6 separate regions of the Mus musculus genome follow, and all the other regions are linked to region 6. Evidence: chromatin contacts called from public HiChIP or PLAC-seq and promoter capture Hi-C data. All regions are on one chromosome and are shown on one strand. The core of a region is the stretch at or near the end of the contact, and the rest is flanking DNA. Distances in the headings are between cores, read along the strand shown. Region 1 holds the start of Lrp2 (low density lipoprotein receptor-related protein 2). Region 2 holds the start of Bbs5 (Bardet-Biedl syndrome 5 (human)). Region 3 has its middle 13 kb from the start of Gm36393. Region 4 holds the start of Ppig (peptidyl-prolyl isomerase G (cyclophilin G)). Region 5 overlaps Lrp2 (low density lipoprotein receptor-related protein 2). Region 6 holds the start of Cers6 (ceramide synthase 6).

Region 1 (2,778 bases), core at 142-2,641, 720 kb before region 6:
TCTAGGGCTCTATGGGCTTGCTGCAGCGACTGGGGCAGAAGATTCTGGGATGATCAGGCTGAGAATCAGCCGGGTCCTCCGGTGGGGCTCCTAGAGCAACCAATTGCACCGACTGACTCGTCTCGGCACTGCGGAACTGAAGACCGGGGTCTGAAGGGCTCGTGTAAGGTCCACTCTCTTAAAGAGGGTTGTCTCCCAGTTAACAGGTTCAGTGTGGTCCCCGAGGGGAACCATAGAGTTCTCCCGAATTCCTGGTGTTTCTCTCATTATTGGCATTGCGGAGAAAACAACCCCTCCCCCAAGTTTTGTTTCGAAATGAACAGAACTGTAGGAGACGCTGTCTGGCATGACTGACACCTGACGCTTGGGGAGCCAGATAGTTATGGCCTCCAGAGCAATGATAGAATCTCCTCTCTGACTATAAAAACACAAGCTACCCCATCTGGGTAGCCTGCACCCTGTCAGGGGGAGGAGGGCCCCGAGGCAGCTTAGCGAGTTCACACCGAGGCAAGGAGGTCAGGCGGCTTGGCTCTGTCCAGCTTTTTTCTGGTCCTCCCTCCCTCCCTCCCTCCCTCCCTCCCTCCCTCCCTCCCTCCCTCCCTCCCTCCCTCCCTCCCTCTTCCCTTCTTTTTGAGACAGGTTCTTTCTACATAGCCCAGGCTGTCCTGGAACTGTGTGGACCAGGTTGGCCTCAAACTCACAGAGATCCACTTGTCTCTGTCTCCCGAGTGTTGAGATGAAAGACCCGCACTAAAACACCCTCTGCCTTTTCTTTTCTTCCCCCTTCTTTCTCTTCCCCTTTCCTTGCTCCCCTTTCCCCATTTGTTCTTTTTCTTTCCCTTTTCATCTTTTCTCTTTCTTTCTTTCTTTCTTTCTTTCTTTTTTTAGTCGCTGCTCTTGACTTCCCCCCTTTCTCCATTCCTTCCCACCGGTGATAACGTTTTAGAGTTTGTGTCCGTGGCCAATTTCTTCCTCGCCCCGTCTAGCCATCCCTCTGAGTGGCGAGGCCAAGCCCTTGCTCCGAATGTGAGCAGCGGCGATTATTGTCAGTGATTGAATAGGACCTTGGAGTGTGTGTGCTCGTGCGAGCGAGGGGTGGGCGCTCGCCAGCGTGGGAGGCAGTTTTGTGTTCCCGGAGCCTGTGCTCCTGGGTGAGAGCATGCACGAGCGAGCGCGCTTGTGGAGTGTGCATGTGCTAGCGCGCAAGTGTCCGAGGGCCCACTCCTCCCAGAGTCGCAAAGTGCAGGGGGCGGGCCGGGCAGTAGGGGGCCTGGCCCACTGGATTCCCGCATGCTAGTTCCGGGGCGGTCTGGTCTAGAGGGCTTTATGCACTGTCTGGAGGGTGGGGACTGGCGCGGGTAGAAAACGGGATGCCTCAGGCGCCGGGACCGGCTTTCTGCCTCTAGGAGCCAGCGACTGCTGCTGAGCAAGACTCCTGTTCCGGAGCGGAGTAACCTGCCTGTGCCCGCTGCGACGCGCGCCCACCTCCCGGGGAAGGAACGGCGAGGCCCGGGGCCGTCTCCGCGATGGAGCGCGGGGCCGCGGCGGCGGCATGGATGCTGCTGCTGGCGATCGCTGCCTGCCTGGCGCCAGTCAGTGGCCAAGGTAAGCGGTCACCTGCCCGCGCTACGCCACCATAGTCGCTGCGGAGCTGAGCCGGACGAGGGTGGGCGGCTGCGGAGCTGCTCCGGCTGAGCGCTCCGGTGACCCCAGGAGAGATGACTGCAGCGCCGCTTCTTGTACTGGTTGGGGAACGCGGACGCACCGGTTTCGGTGACAGCTCGTCCCACGGCTATCGTGCCTTTGTTCCCACGGGAATTAGTCCTGACCCTCAAGGCTTTCCAGGATGGAACCTGGAGTACGAGGGTCTCCCGCGTGGGTCTGCAGCTTTCTTCTGGCTGGGGCGGGGCGGTCCTCCACGCCGCTCCCAGCGCCGCTTTCCACCTGCAGCGTCCAGCCGGCGCGGGAGATCCGATCCCACCGTGCGCCAGGGGCCGCCGGCCAGAGCCTCCTTCCATCAGTGGCGAAACCCTGTCCCGCGGTGACCCCCATGAGACCGCATCTCATGATACCGATCGTTTACGAGCCCAGATAAGGCGGGGAGGTGGGATTGGCAGAGGAAGCGGCTGATACACTAGAGTACTTTTCTTGAAGGCTTTCCCTTTCCTACCCAGAGCGGGTGCTTTTGTGTTGATGAATGGAGCTGGTTAGCTGCGCCTGAGTTTGGGGACTGGAATGCAGAAAGTTTCTAAAGTGACTACAAACTTTTTCAAGTTGTCCGGGAGGTTTTTTTTTTTTCCTTCCCCGTGAAACAGGGAGAGAGAGGAAAGGGAGGAAATTATTTAGAATAGAAAACTATAAGAGAAGAAAATGAGAGACAAGTTGAAAGGAATGGAGAAAACGGGAAAGCAAAGTGAGGAAGGAGGGAGGGAGGGAGGGAGGGAGGGAGGGAGAGAGAGAGAGAGAGAGAGAGAGAGAGAGAGAGAGAGAGAGAGAGAGACTGACTCAAGGAGAACCCACGAGCTCTCTCCCTGGCTTTCGTTGCTAGGTAGCAGCCTGGTGCTGCGTGTGACCGACCACCAGACAGACAGAACGGACGCTGCAGCCTCTGCAGGGACTAATCTGTCTGTGGGGATGGGCCAGTCCCCACTTCCCCTCCCGCTCTTTCCCGTCGGACAACTTAATTGCCCTACAATAAAAATGAAACCCCTATTGTTGCAGGATTAGTCAAAGCAATAAATTGATTTCCCTAGATCACATATTGGGGTTGATGGGTGA
Region 2 (2,720 bases), core at 54-2,553, 790 kb before region 6:
AGAGGAGAGAATCGACTTCTGCAAGTTAACTTCTTCTTCTTCTTCTTCTTCTTTTTTTTTTTTTTTTTGGTTTTTCGAGACAGGGTTTCTCTGTACAGTCCTGGCTGATCCTGGAACTCACTCTGTAGACCAGGCTGGCCTCGAACTCAGAAATCCACCTGCCTCTGCCTCCCGAGTGCTGGGATTAAAGGCGTGCACCACCACGCCCGGCTTTGCAAATTAACTTCTGACCTCCACTGTGAATGATGCGCACAGAAAGCACTCTATCTCCACAGGCTCGTTTGATCCTTTGAGTTAGCTGTGTGACGACTACTCTCCTGCACTAGAATGAGGAAGGGTGTGTGATAATCAACCCCTCTTATTTTCCTGTCTTGATTTTTGAGACAGATGTCTGTAAACTGAAAATGTTCATGAAAACAGGGTTCGTCTGGATTAAGACCCACGGCACTCCCTGAACTACAGGGAAAGCCATAGAAGGTGTGTAATGAGTTACTGTACTTTGTAATTTCACAAATACCTCCTCCCTCAACTTCCAAAAGGAACGAATACTATGTTAGGCATCCAGTTACTACAAAGACTGAGAAATGTACCAATATCTCATTTTTTCTATTTTAGGAGACAGTGCTCATGATAAAGCACCATTAGGAAGCAGCTGAGGCGCCGTGTAGTTATTGATCCAAGAACTTCAGCTTCTATGTTTTCCATCACGATCTCAGCGACCCCCTCCCTGATTTCTGGGCAGGAAGGGTTTTTAACCATCTCCTCTTTTAAGCATATTCCCCCACAAACAGGGCTTCTTTATAACAAGCTCTCAAAGATTTAGATAAGGACTAAATGAAATCTTAGCTCCGACACAAGCTTTGCGTGGTCGGGAGTTTTGGAGAATTCTCACTCCCACCGCCCTCATTTTACAGACACGCCAACCGTGCAGAGGCCCGTAGTGTGCAATGCTATTCCGGATTTTGTTCTAGAACCCTGCTTTCCGGAATCCCTGCCCTATGTCCCCTCCACCGCAGGACGCGGAGGGTCACAGCCTTGATGGGCGCACACTGAGATAGGCCGCTGGCCAGGGCAGGGCCGAAGACCGCAGGGGACCATAGTCACGGGGTCTCAGCGCATCCTGAGACTCACTGCGAGGACACGTCGAAGCGCACGTCGCGGTCCTCCCACAACACGTCCAGCACAGACATGGTGACCGAGGGAGCTCGCCGATGAAATCCACAGTGGCTGCTCGGCGGCGTCTTATGGGCGCCAAGGCAACGCGCCGGCTTTGTCACGACATCTACGGCGGGCGCCGGGGCCCAAGCTTCCACCAGGTAGTGTGCGCTCTTTTCCCAGCCCGTTTGCGTCATTTGGTCTTGTTGAGGCGGGTGGCTGGGAAGCTGCTTCACTTCTGAGTCACCTCTCTGTTCTCTGCGCAGAACTTTAGCCATTTCAGCTTTCCTGCTGTTTTCCTACACCATTTAGAAATCTTAACTTCATCAAATTACATTACTGGTTTGATGGGGCTCTGACCCTGCCCACCTCCCATACCCTGGTGGCCTGGATCTCTGGCTACATTCCAGCCCGAGGCTCAGAACCTGTTAGAGGTCCTACTACATCTGGTCAGAACCATTGCTTCCCTAGATTCGTATAGTGCCAGCCCTTGCGTCCTATTTCACAAATCAGCTCTGGGGTCCCTCTATTGTGAGCAAACAAAACGTAGACACCTGATTCTTAAAGTTCACCGCATTGATCAATGTGCAGCACAGAGTACAAGATAAACTATGTCTCTGTCTCTCCTCCCTCTCCCCCTTCTCCCCTTCCCCCTCCCCCTTTCCTTTCTTCCTTTCTTCCTTTCTTCCTTCCTTCCTTCCTTCCTTCCTTCCTTCCTTCCTTTCTTTCTTTCTTTTTCTTTCTTTTTTTTTTTTTTGACATGGTCTCCCTTTGTGGCCCAGACTGGCCTCGAAATGTAACAGCTTCAGTTTCCCTAATACTGGGATTATAAACATACTTTATATATTTTTAAACGAATCAAATGGCTTTCTTTTACTATATGAAAATTATCAATAAACAAGTAACACGTTAAATAAATTACTGCTTCACAAAGAGTGATCTGGGGTCTCCTGGGCATACTCAGGAGCCTCTCATGGTTCCATAAGCAGAGTGACGTGAAAACACTTGCCTTTTAAACTCTAGCTGGGTCACGGGTTCACATTATGTATAACTGAGTATGTAAGCACACAGAACACTTCATTTGCTGTTTGTATTCTCCAAGACAGGGTTTCACTTGTGGGCCAAACTGGCCTGAAACTTACGATGTAGCGGCTTTGAACTCCCATCAACCCTCCCACCTCAGCTCCAGAATGCTGGGATTAGAGCCTCTCTACCCAGCTACTTGTTTAATGCACTATGGTGTTTTGGTTTTAGGATTTATTATATTATTCAAATCCTGTTAACGTTCATCTTCCTGCTCAGCCTCCTGAGTACTAGGATTGCAGTGTGAACCACCATGCTCACCTTTAAAAAAAGGTGACATGGGATTTGGTATGCTGCTGGAAGTAATGGCACACATCTTTTTTTTTTTTTTTTTTTTTTAAAGACTTATTTATTTATTATTATATGTAAGTACACTGTAGCTGTCTTCAGACACACCAGAAGAGGGAGTCAGATCTTGTTACGGATGGTTGTGAGCCACCATGTGGTTGCTGGGATTTGAACTCTGGACCTTCGGAAGAGCA
Region 3 (2,700 bases), core at 70-2,569, 560 kb before region 6:
ATTGACCCATTGGCAAATATTGCTTGAAAGAAGACAATAGTGGTTTGTGTCCCCTGCTCAGAGGGGGCACCAACACCAACGTGACTTCGCTGACCTGCTGGAGGACACAGAGAAGAGAGGCCAAGGGCAGAAAGAACGCAGATACCCTTTCGGTCAGGAGGTAGCAGCAGCCCATGCTCTCCTGCTCTTCTGTTATTTTGGGTGTTATTTTGGGTATCTGGAAAGGTCATTTTCTGTATTTAAAAGATATAATTTCTAAAATTGTCCCCATCTCAATAGGAGAGGATAAAAAAAATCTAAACTATCACTAAGAAGGTATTGTCTCCTCAAGGGTTTAGTCTTCGCGCATTGCTATGTTTATGGTTGGTACTTCTATAGCAGGAGACAGGCTACCAAGAGAAAGCATCCAGAGCAATTGAAGTTCCACCCAACCAAGCGCTCTACAGACAGGAAGCATGAGAGAGAGAGAGAACTCCAGGGCTTGCTCTGATGACAAGTGGTCAGTGCTGGTGTACACCTGCAGGACAGATGGACACAGCAGAAGGGGACACACACGAGGCCTACAGGACCTTTGCACCTTTGGCTGCCTTCAGAGGAGGCTCAGGAAATCCTTCCTGGGCTTTGTGGCCCCTTCAGGAGAATGGGGGTGGGGACAGTTTCTGGTGGTTTTTCCGTATGCCTATACTGGGGTGGTGATCCTAAGCCAGCTCAGTGGGTGGGTCCATAAAACCAAGTGTGCACCCGTGCTTTATCCACAGGTAAGGCAGCTTTAAAAACAGGAGGATGCTGTTGGGAGAGAGATTATGGGTTGGAAACATGGTATTTAGTCACTTTTTAATAGCCAGAGGTGGAGGTTGGCAGCTTTCTCCCTCTCTCCCTCCCCCTCCCCCTCCTTTCCTTTCTTTTAATTCTTGTGGTGGAATGAGGTGGTCATATTCTGTTTGACATCCAGCTATCTCTTCCTAGTTCTGTACTCTCAAAACTACAGTTTTGTTTTGCTTTTGTTTTCTGTTTTGCTTTTGTGGTGGTTGCTTGCTTGTTTTTAACCAGTACGGCAGGTTATGTTGCCTTTGGCATGGGGATGACCAGTCAGCGCCTGCTCTGTGTTTGCCCTTGCCCTCCCTCACAGTTACAGGAGTGGGGAGGCCTTGCCACCCCCATCCTGTCTCAGAGAAGCACGGCTAAGGATGCAAGCTTGGTTTTTGTTCTTTTGTTCTGCTAACACATTACTCAAACGATTTGTCACATCTCTTTATGGAGACGTGCTTGCCTCTGTGGTGCCTCCCCACAGGCCCTCTCCAGGGAGCCAGGGGTATGGAAGTCAAAGCGATTATTCAGGCCGGAGAGAGGTAGGCGGGAGAGACAGAGAAGAAGAGAGACACAGTTAGCAGCCTGGTGAGTTTACAGACATGACCGGGTTAAGCCTCCCTGTGATGTCCCTGAATACACGAAGGGGGGCTTTGTAGCAGACTTTGGCTTTTCTTATACCGTGGTTGCAATGAAAACAGAGCTATTACATTTGATTGACAGAATGGAGTAGCAGCTCTTTATGCAAGGCAAAGCTTTTGTGTGAGAATAGGTGAAATGTCTTTAAGCTTTCACAGTCTCCGCCTTCCCTCTCCCTGCCTCTCTCTGGTCTAAGAAGTGCCTTGGCTTTAGGATAGAGAATTCAATGAGAAAAAGCATGCAAAGGTCCCGCTATTTTTTTACCCTCTCTTTTATAGCCATAGCTAGCGACTGGATTTTAAAAGAGGACCCTAAAGCGTGAAGTGGAGGACTTGGGCATTCTTATTTGCATGTTAATGCCAGACCTATATGACTAACACTCATCCCATAATTTGGAAAGTTGGTGCCAAGAGCTCAACTTTGAGGGGCACCATGCAGCGGCTTTGCACATGGGGACACTCCACTGTCCCCTGCATTTCATCTTGCACAGCTTCCCCAAGTGGCCAGTTGGTCCCTTGTGCTTCCTCTCTTTAAGTGGGGCAGTGAGCTTTGGGGACCCAAGGTGGGCAGGACTTGGCAGATAGGGACATCATAATGCACACATGCATACATACATACATACATGCATACACACATCTATATCTTTTGATCACTTAAAGCATTATATTTGCCTCTGACTAACTTCTGGACTATTCTGGGTTATCACAAGGACTGACAACAGCTGGTTTGATCTCTGGTTTTCCCTGTGACTGTGGACTGTTCACTGACTGCACTCTTACAGCACTACCCAGGACACGTACTAGGTTGGCTTTATTCATTTCTGGATGGTTCTTATGGGAACAGCTACTTCCTGGCGTTTAAGCCTAAGCAAAAGCTGAAGAGCTCTTGCTGAGGAAATCCTTTTCTTTTTTAAAATAAATACCAGGCACCTCCCAGTGTCTGCTTGATAGTGCTAAGAGGTGAGTAAAGATGTGGGAGAAAGATCACTTGGTTTCCATTCATTCTCTGGGCCTGGGAACTGAAGAGAAGTTGTGGGGTGAAAGAGGGGCCGGTTTAAGAGTGGGTTGGCAGGCAAGCTGGAGGCTTGCACTCAGACCTCACTGCCTTGGAGCCAAGCTGATGTCAGAAATTCCTTAAGGGGCCTTTAGGAGACCAGGCTCATCAGCAAATGAAGTTAGATATGAGAGTCAGAGACTAGAGTTCAGCACTCACCATGTCTACTAGACAGAGGTGTGTCTTTAAAGAGTTTTTGAG
Region 4 (2,753 bases), core at 2-2,501, 860 kb before region 6:
TAAACAGAGAGAAATGTAAACTATTACATGACTAATAACACTCCACATTATTAAAATTAAAGAGTGGGGTCCCTAAGGTGTTTTTGTTTGTCTCATCAAGTTGTTCAGGCTGGCCTTGATTGGTGACCCTTTCTCTTCAGCCCGGGATTATAGACATTGTGACACCAAATCAGGAGTTACACTTTTAGGTAAGTTAGAAGCAGCCTTTCTAAGTATCTGTGCAGTTCCTCTTATGGCTATCTTTTAAAACTTATAAAAAAGGTTTCCTCGAACTGTCCAGTATCTGTTACAAAATAGCAATTACTAGTCATCATATTCTTTATACAATGGGAATGACACTAACACAAATCTTATCCTTTCTGGATTTAGCTTCTGAAAGTTAATATGGACCTTCCAAATTTTCAAAACACTGTATTATTTCTTAAATGTTCTGGTGATCAAAAACAAACAAACAAAGAGAGTCTTTACTTAATCTTTACTTAGCGCAAGTAATGTATTCGTGCTAAGAAATCAAACTGAGTGCACAGGGTGGTGCTTCCATAAGGTTTTCCAAAACAATTAGACAACGGATGCCCGCTACGGTTGACTTTGTTCGACATCAAGAGGAAACACGGAAAAAATCAGTTCGTTTCTCCTAAAGGCGAACGGGGTTCAGAAACCATCTTCTCCTCAACAGAATCCTCCTCCCCCAAAGGCCCGGCCGCTTCCAGTCGCTCAGGAACATGAGAAAACTTCTAAGGCCCTGAGGTTAACATCTCGCATTTGAGTTTTAGGAGTGTCCCTAACACCAAGGGCCTGTGTCACTGAGGCATGCACGCCAGCCGCTGTCCTACGGGAGGAAAAGGTCGGGAGGACCGGAGCCCGCGGTCGATTTTATTCCCGGGGATCCTGGCTCTGCGCCCGTCCCTCCCTAACCCTAACCTGACAGGCCCTCGCGCTGCGCCTCCCCCTTCCCTAACCAGAGGTCCCACCTACCACGCCGCAGCGCTCCGTCTCCCGGTTCTGAAGCCTCCAAAACGAACCTAGCTCCCGGGAGCCGAGGCTGCCGTCGCTGCCGCCATATTACAGCTTGTGCGGCAAAATGCGTCAGGGAGGAGGTGTGCGCCCGAGCCGGGAGGGCGGGGGCTGGAGAGGAAGAGCCGCTTCCTTCGCCCCGGGGCTCGGCTGCAAGCCGCCGGGCCACCACGGGGCCCCAGGCCGCGCCGCGGTCCCCGGGGCCACCCCTCCGAGCCCGAGCAGCCCAGAGACCTCGACGGAAAGACGGTTACCTCGGCCCAGAGGCCCGCCGCGGCTCCGCCCCTCGCCCTGAGCCCTTCCCGCTCTCGTCCCCAAGGCCCGCAGAAGACGCCGCCGCGCCGACAGACGCTCTCGCATCCCTCACCTGCCCCGCCGCGGGCTTCTCGTCTCCCGGCCCGGTCCTGGAAAGCGCTTCAAATCTACCGCCGTCAGGAAAGGCGCTAAAGCCCACTAACCGCCTCCCTCCCCCACAGCCCAGGCCAGGCGTGGAGGGAAGGTGTCGCGCCGGAAGTACGTCAGGGATGGGTGCCGGCGACTCCCGGCGTTCCCGGGCTGACGTCAGCATCTTCTCCTTGAGCTTGTAGGGTCTCTTCTGCCTTTTAAAATACGTTCCCGACGGGTCGCTTGATGGTTTCTGAGAGTTGATTGGATCGGTGTGGATCCGTCAGAATGTCACAGCGCTCCCGAAATGATGCGCATCACTTTATAAACAGTGACATCCTCTGTCGAGGTATTTAGAGAGACGTTCTGCCTCCAAGGAACCTTCAGCAAACGCTCAAAAGCTAGTAACAAAGATGAGCTACTTTCGGGACGTGGTAGCGCATGCCTTTAATCCCAGTAGTCGGGGATTAACATTTTATTGAGACCGGGTCTTACTATATACCTTGGCTGCCTTGGAGCTCTCTACGTAGATCAGGCTGACATCAAACTCTTTAAGAGATTACCCTGCCTCTGCCTCTTATCCCAAATGCCTGGTCCTATTTTAATATGGTTGTATTTGTGCCTGTGTGTATATGCACTGTATATCTATAACTGCTTGCAGAGGTCAGAACAGGGTGTCAGATCCTCCCCGTCCCCAAACTGGAGTTAAAAGCATTACGAGACACTCAATATGGGTCTTCCTTCAAGAGCCACAAGTGCTCCTAATGGCTGAGCCATCTCGCCAGCCCTTGGCCATGTGATTTAATTTTCGAGGATGAAATTTGAGACAAAGTGGCATGCTGCTCTAGGCTTTAAGACATTGCCTCTTATTTTCTTCATTTGCCAATATATTCTAATCATCCACAAACAAGGAACTGGCAGGCATTAGAATAACATAATGGAAGGAATTTAGATCCCAGAATAACTACATGGAGCAGAAATGCCTCCTATCGGGCTCATTCACCTAAGATCTTAATTTGTGAGAGAAATCGATCTTTTAAAGCCAGAAACAAACAAAAAGGAATTCCATTGTAAAAATTAAATCTAGGATGCCACACAGTGGCGGTGGACATCTTTGATCCCAGCACTTAGGAGGCAGAGGTAGTCGGATCTCTAAGATTGAGGCTACAGAGACCTACACAGAATTTAGAAGATTGAAGTAAGGCAGAGTGTTGTACAGTTATTTCATCTGGACAGAAATGTTTCCTCCTGGAGGGAAATCAGGATGAAACTCCCAAAACTCACAAGCAAGTTTCAGGAACTCGGGCTGGAGACATAGCAAATTGGAGCTCTTGCTGTGCAACTGCGAGGCCCAG
Region 5 (2,700 bases), core at 134-2,633, 590 kb before region 6:
GATTCGTCCCCGGTTAAGAACTATTGATTTTCACCAAGTGAATGAAGCTGCAGTTGTTTTGGATCACTGGTGAGAGGCTAGTGTAGTAATTCTCACAGTGTCTCCCTCGGGCTGGGAATCACTGGTGGAAAACATGAGAAATGTAAATTTGCTTGGCTTGGGTGGCCCAGGCTCCTGTTCAGGAAGACACCTTCCAAGCGATTCAGAAGGGAGTTGCAGTTTCAGAAGGGACCCAGGGACATTTCTGCCTGAAATCTTCCGATGGCTCGAGTGAAGTGGCTCTAATTCAACAATGCTTCCAAAGTCCTATCACTTCCATTCTCTTCCTGCACCGTCCTACTCATTCTCTGTGCAGAGATGGGATTACTGAGTGTGATGTCAGAGTTCCTCTTTCAGTGACTGTTGTATTTTCACAATGGCCTTCCAGTGCTGCCCTGTGACTCAAAATTTCAGAAGCACTTAGGAAGTTATTTCTTTCTGTAAGGCAAAATCTGTCATAGCAAATAAAATTAAATGTTAGAGAGGTGAGGACACACACATACACACACACACATACACCATTCCACATACTCACACAAATGTTCCATGTTCTTTCCTAATGTCTGTACCAGCCATTCACAGCAAATAATTCAAATAGTAGTTTCCCTAACAGTATTTTCAAGAATCAGCCCTGGGGGTCGACTCCTCCTTTCCTCTAAAGGAGCCTAATTACAAGGGTCATCTTTTGATATCTGTCTTTGATGGGAAGTCCAAATAATTCAAGTCCTCCATTTAGAAGAACAACACAGATTTATGAGTTATTCATTGAATTACATATATGGATGTCTCAGTTTCATTTGTTGTTGTTGTTGCAAAAAAAGCAACTTGAAGACAGGTTCAGGTTCCAGTCCACGATGGCAGGGGGTTCACATCACCAAGAGCTTGAAGTAATTGGTTATCGTATACCCAGAGCCATAAGAAGAGACCAATGAGTGTGTGTATGCTAGTGCTTGGCTCACTTTCCCACTTACACAATCCATTAACACTAACCATCATGGGAGTTCCCTGACATGTTGGTACATGCAGAGAGGACTGTGTCTCCAGTGCCTGGGTGTGACCCTTCTGTTCTTCCCAGCTGCATAAGTCGCTGCTAGACAGGATGAAATGAAGACTTCGTGTTATGGATATTTAAAGATCACAATCAGAAGGACGAAACTGTGGTCTCCTGGCTGTCAGGATGACTCCTATATAATCTCAATGGCTTTTCCAACTCCATGACTTAACACATATGTCCTCCTTGTTCTGTGCCCTAGCCACAGAGATTTTTATATAGCTTCTTCTGTATGTAAAGTCTGTTCCTGTCCGACTCAAGTTCCATGAGTATAAAGACTGTGTCTCTCTTGCACCTCTCTATATCTAGGATCTACCTAGCACTTGCAACAGTGATGTAATGTGTATCTGAGACTCAGGACATGTTTGTTGATTAATTGAATGAGCAAGTGAATGAATGAATGAGTGATGAGTGAATGAAGTGAGCCTGGCACTGGGATAGCCTGGAGGTTTTAGACATTGTCACTTCTACTTTTAATTTGGAGCTTCCTTTTTTATTTCCCAGTCAATGTTCCATGTGAGTCACCACAGCGTTTCCGGTGTGATAACAGTCGCTGTATTTATGGCCACCAGCTGTGCAATGGTGTGGATGACTGTGGAGATGGAAGCGATGAGAAAGAAGAACACTGTAAGCAGAATGGGAAAAGGAGAAGGCAGAAACCAGGGTCCTTAGCTGTTTGTGAGATCTTCCTCGGGGTTTCCAATGGTCCTGGAGAGGCTTGCTTTGTGCCTGTAGTGGTGAATCACAGACAGTGTGAACTCGTACATTGCTCACACACCAGCCTGCCCTATCCTTCCTATCTCCCCTGAGGAAGATGTTGATGACTCTTTGCTTAGGCTAAGTTTAAATAAGATACTTTCATGCTTTTTAGAAAAATGAGAGAAAAGACCAACTGCTTGAGTCATACTCCACAAAGTTAATTGTATTTGTTGTCAAGGATGAGGACTTCACAACCTACAGTCGCTAATTGCTAATCTGGCATGTGAATGTATATTTCTTCTAATGCTCAGCTGAAAAGATCATGTTAAATAAGGTGCCTCCGTGTTAACATAGCTAACCCGGTATCCTTCTTGGATGTGGAAATCCATTTTGCAGAGGAGAAAAATGAAGTGATATCTTTAAAAAGTATATTATTTTACTATTTTTTTATGTATTTGGGTATCTTGCCTGCATGTATGCCTGCATCTCATGTATCCCTGGTGCCCAACCCAAGACTAGAAGAGGGTATCAGGTCACCTAGAACTGGAGTTAGAGTTGTGAGCTGCTTTGTTGGTGCTGAGAATTGAATCCAGGTTCTCAAAGAGTGCTCCTAACCACAGATCCATCTCGCCATCCTTAGATTAGTTCAAGAGAAAAACCTGAAACTGGCTGTATTTCACATTTAAATATCAGAAATCATACTTTTGTTTAAAAGTTACTCTATTGAGTACTCTACTCAGTGTTTTGCAAGTTTGCTTAGAAAGAAACCACTGAGAAAATGGGAAAAGCTAGTTTTTCCAATAAAAGCATGACAGAAATTTTATTTCATTCTACTTGGAATGAAAAAATTAGACTCTTTGCAATCACCAGTAACAGTTCTGGGCTAGGATGCCACATTGACCTGAGAAAAA
Region 6 (2,757 bases), core at 139-2,638:
AGGGAAGGGAGGTTAGAGTAGAAATGGATATTTGTGATCTAAGAAATCAGCCTTCGCTGATGAATGGAGGTGGGAGGAGGAAAGAGGAAGGCGATTTTTTTTTCAGTTAAAAGAAAGAAGTGTGCGGTGCTGATTTTGTTTCACGAGTAAGTGTTGAATGCACAGCAGGCAAGATCTAGTTCTGTGACTTAAGGCTGACTCAGTGAGAGTAGCACAAGTTTGTGTGCAGTTACAATGGCGAGATCTAACCAAATCGAGGACTCATACCAAAAATTATGAGACAATTCTTTTAACGTTTCAAGTGTCTTCCGGTACCAGCAAGACGCTTATGATTAGTCACGGGGTCCTACTATCGATTCAAATGACTATTTCGAGGGGCACCGGTCCTGTTCTGCCCTCTTTTAAAGAAACCAGTAGCGATCCGGAGTGCTGTCGTCACCTATTTCCCAGGACCCAGGGCCTAAAACTCCGTGTCACGGATGGAAGCCAGGGAGCAAGCTAAAGCCAAAGGTCCGAGCAAATTCTTCTGCAGCGCGGCCCGCGTGCGTGCAAGAGTGGAAGGGCTGGAAGTGTGTGCGCTCCTCCTCCCTCCGGGCCGCGCGTCCCCATCGTTCCAGGCTGTCAGGTGGGTGGCGGCGAGCCTCGGAGGAGAAGCCCAATCTGGAAGCGCCTAGTGCCGGCTCGGAGGGAGCCGGCCGAGCCCTCGGCGCAGCGGTTCCCCGCGGCCAGCCTCCGCTCACCTTTGTTCGCCGACCCTCTCTAGGAGGAGGAAGCCGGGAAAGGAGGAGCGCGGGCGGTGACCAAGCGCCCTGCCGCCCCTTCGTGGCGCCCCGGAGGAAATCCGCGGTCGAGTTGGACCCTCTCTAGCTCCCTAGAAGTCAGCCTGGCCGAGGGATCGGGACCCCACAGAGAACACAAAGGTTGGGAGGTGTGAGCCCAAGCGCGGGGGCGTGCGCCACGGAGCAGGCGAGTGTGCACGCGTGTGCGTGTGTGCGGGAGAGCAGGCACTTCGGCCCTTCTTACCTCTCGAAGATGAGCCGCACCATGAAGATGCAGAAGGCCAAGGGGAAGGCAAGGTAGAGGTCCTCCGCCTGCGGAAAGGTGGCTTCCTCCGTGTTCTTCAGGTCTGCCCAGGTGACATTGTGCGGAAGCCAAAACCGCTCGTTCCAGAACCAGGCTAAGATCCCTGCCATCTTGCTTTGTCCACTCCGGTGTCGCTGCTCCCGCGCTCCTCCGAGCTCTCTGCAGCTCAGGGCACTGGGGATGCGCGCTGGGTTGGCCGGGAGCCTTTGCCGCTGCCGCTCCGCCTGCCGCCGCCTCCTCTGTGGCCGCTGCACTCTCAGGCTCCGCGATCCGCTCCACTCCTCCCTCTGGCCGCGCTGGGAAAAGGGCCGCCTCGCCTGTCACGTGGCAGCCTGGCCGCACGCCCTGATTGGCTAGTGTTCCCGTCAAGCACCGAGGCACACGCGGCCGGCTCGCCCACGCCCTGGGAGCTGCGGGCCGCGCTCTGGCTCTGGACCCGCACCTGGAGCGCGTCCCGCACCTCTGTCCCAGCCCCAAGTTGGGTCGCACCTGGTTAGAACGCCAGCTCCTGCCCCACTGGAGTGTCTGCGCTCTTGTCCTCTTCCTGAGCGCAGGGAGGCGAAAAGGAGCCTGGCAGGGGCCGAGCTTCCAGAGAGAGCCCTGCGCTGAAAAAGAACCCCAGAAGAAGAAGTAGGGGGCGCAAAGGCGAAGGAGGAAGGAGTGGGAGGGGAAGGATCATCCTCTCCAGTGCTAAAAGAAAATCAGGAACTGGGGCTGGATGATTTGGCAAGAGACTTCTGCCTCCGACCCGCACCTCACCCCCCTCCTTGACCTTCCTGGCACGTTTTACACTACTGCTTCCCCTTGAGCTGGGTCCCCCAAGGAACAAGGCTCCTAATTTTGATTTATGAAGTAGCACAAGAAATTAGGCATTTATGATTGATTAATGAATTGCTTGATGATGGTGTCTAATGGTGATAGCAGCTAGTAACGGCAGCATTATGGGGAACTGCGCCAGTAACCTCTGAAAATACTGTGGGAACCACATTTTGACTTGGTAGATAATGGGGGCAGGAGTATTTATTCCTCCTCTCCCTGCCTTTAAACCAAACTCTCAAGGCCTCCTGATTCTCACCTCCTGTTCTTTATTGAACTTCCATTCATGCCTTCCCCACCCAATGAAGTCACTCAAGGTCAGCTGTGATTGCAAAGGTCAGTTCCTGCCTTAATTCAGGCTGTTTGTTTTGACATATGGCTCAATCAATGAAAATGCGTTCCTCATACTTGCAGAGGCAAAGTCCAAAGCCAAAGTTCTAGGCAATCTAAGGGGTGGCAAAGACACCCTTCCTGGACTCTTCCTGACAGGTGATTGTCTTCGCAGAGAATTTCTTGTTGCAGAGACAGAGAGACTGCACCCGTGTGTCATCTGACTAGGGCTCCAACCAAGGTTTCATCCTCATAAGTTAATTACATCCCAAGATTTCATTCTCATAAACTAATTACATCCCAAGGGCTTAGCCTCCAAATGCCAGTGCACTGAATTTGGGGAGAACACATTCAGTCCCTAGCAGTTCTCTTTGGATGGTCGATGACTACTCTCTCCTCCAGACCTGTCCTTCCTGTGGTCACGGCTCAGTCCAAAAGGAAGCAGCCACTTTCCTCTTGCTTGCATACTTCCTTTCTAACATCACAAATTCATCCAAGTCATTTTATAAACCATTACCTTACACCCTC

Evidence for each region. Promoter capture Hi-C pulls out the DNA fragments that hold promoters and counts their contacts. HiChIP or PLAC-seq counts read pairs in DNA pulled down with a chosen protein or histone mark.
Region 1: an H3K27ac HiChIP or PLAC-seq map of extraembryonic endoderm stem cells shows a contact between it and region 6, with 5 times the contacts expected there. The contact joins the promoter of Lrp2 here to the promoter of Cers6 in region 6. A contact is called at or near these places in 5 of 39 promoter capture datasets (the 3T3-L1 cell line, cranial neural crest, embryonic stem cells and 2 more), 4 of 484 Hi-C or Micro-C datasets (all in embryonic stem cells) and 7 of 115 datasets of contacts at active chromatin or transcription factors (astrocytes, embryonic forebrain, embryonic stem cells and 2 more).
Region 2: a contact with region 6 is called in a promoter capture Hi-C map of embryonic stem cells, with 2.3 times the contacts expected there. The contact joins the promoter of Bbs5 here to the promoter of Cers6 in region 6. A contact is called at or near these places in 3 of 39 promoter capture datasets (the 3T3-L1 cell line, embryonic stem cells and hippocampal neurons) and 2 of 115 datasets of contacts at active chromatin or transcription factors (embryonic forebrain and extraembryonic endoderm stem cells).
Region 3: a contact with region 6 is called in an H3K4me3 HiChIP or PLAC-seq map of embryonic forebrain, with 6 times the contacts expected there. The contact joins the enhancer-like site here to the promoter of Cers6 in region 6. A contact is called at or near these places in 8 of 39 promoter capture datasets (the 3T3-L1 cell line, 3T3-L1-derived adipocytes, the C10 cell line and 4 more), 2 of 15 datasets of contacts at CTCF or cohesin (the NIH/3T3 cell line and large pre-B cells), 3 of 484 Hi-C or Micro-C datasets (adipose-derived mesenchymal stem cells, cerebral cortex and uterus), 14 of 115 datasets of contacts at active chromatin or transcription factors (the NIH/3T3 cell line, astrocytes, bone marrow-derived dendritic cells and 10 more) and 1 of 9 other capture datasets (liver).
Region 4: a FOXA1 HiChIP or PLAC-seq map of pancreatic cancer cells shows a contact between it and region 6. The contact joins the promoter of Ppig here to the promoter of Cers6 in region 6. A contact is called at or near these places in 1 of 39 promoter capture datasets (cranial neural crest), 1 of 115 datasets of contacts at active chromatin or transcription factors (pancreatic cancer cells) and 1 of 9 other capture datasets (adipose tissue).
Region 5: a contact with region 6 is called in an H3K27ac HiChIP or PLAC-seq map of SST interneurons, with 9 times the contacts expected there. The contact joins the enhancer-like site here to the promoter of Cers6 in region 6. A contact is called at or near these places in 5 of 39 promoter capture datasets (the 3T3-L1 cell line, 3T3-L1-derived adipocytes, cranial neural crest and 2 more) and 6 of 115 datasets of contacts at active chromatin or transcription factors (SST interneurons, embryonic forebrain, embryonic hindbrain and 3 more).

Annotation. Positions count from the first base shown.
Region 1 is chr2:69,584,642-69,587,419 of GRCm38.p6, reverse strand. Lrp2 (low density lipoprotein receptor-related protein 2) reads left to right here and starts at 1,391. Exons shown (of 79, transcript NM_001081088.2): 1 at 1,391-1,605. The coding sequence starts at 1,527.
Region 2 is chr2:69,645,754-69,648,473 of GRCm38.p6, reverse strand. It overlaps Bbs5 (Bardet-Biedl syndrome 5 (human)), which reads right to left and starts at 1,303. Exons shown (of 12, transcript NM_028284.3): 1 at 1,132-1,303. The coding sequence starts at 1,190.
Region 3 is chr2:69,417,255-69,419,954 of GRCm38.p6, reverse strand. No RefSeq gene overlaps it. Among named protein-coding and RNA genes, the nearest start is that of Gm36393, 13 kb to the right of the region's middle. Within about 2 kb of position 1,319, at least 39 of the 459 cell types and tissues checked have an H3K27ac peak or open chromatin away from gene starts, as enhancers often do. A contact at or near this core is called in differentiating embryonic stem cells, embryonic basal ganglia, embryonic forebrain and 1 more, where this site is marked.
Region 4 is chr2:69,721,586-69,724,338 of GRCm38.p6, reverse strand. Ppig (peptidyl-prolyl isomerase G (cyclophilin G)) reads right to left here and starts at 1,251. Exons shown (of 14, transcript NM_001081086.1): 1 at 976-1,251.
Region 5 is chr2:69,450,279-69,452,978 of GRCm38.p6, reverse strand. Lrp2 (low density lipoprotein receptor-related protein 2) reads left to right here. Exons shown (of 79, transcript NM_001081088.2): 62 at 1,595-1,717. Among named protein-coding and RNA genes, the nearest start is that of Gm36393, 46 kb to the right of the region's middle. Within about 2 kb of position 1,383, at least 7 of the 459 cell types and tissues checked have an H3K27ac peak or open chromatin away from gene starts, as enhancers often do. A contact at or near this core is called in SST interneurons, where this site is marked.
Region 6 is chr2:68,860,072-68,862,828 of GRCm38.p6, reverse strand. Cers6 (ceramide synthase 6) reads right to left here and starts at 1,388. Exons shown (of 10, transcript NM_172856.4): 1 at 1,024-1,388. The coding sequence starts at 1,193.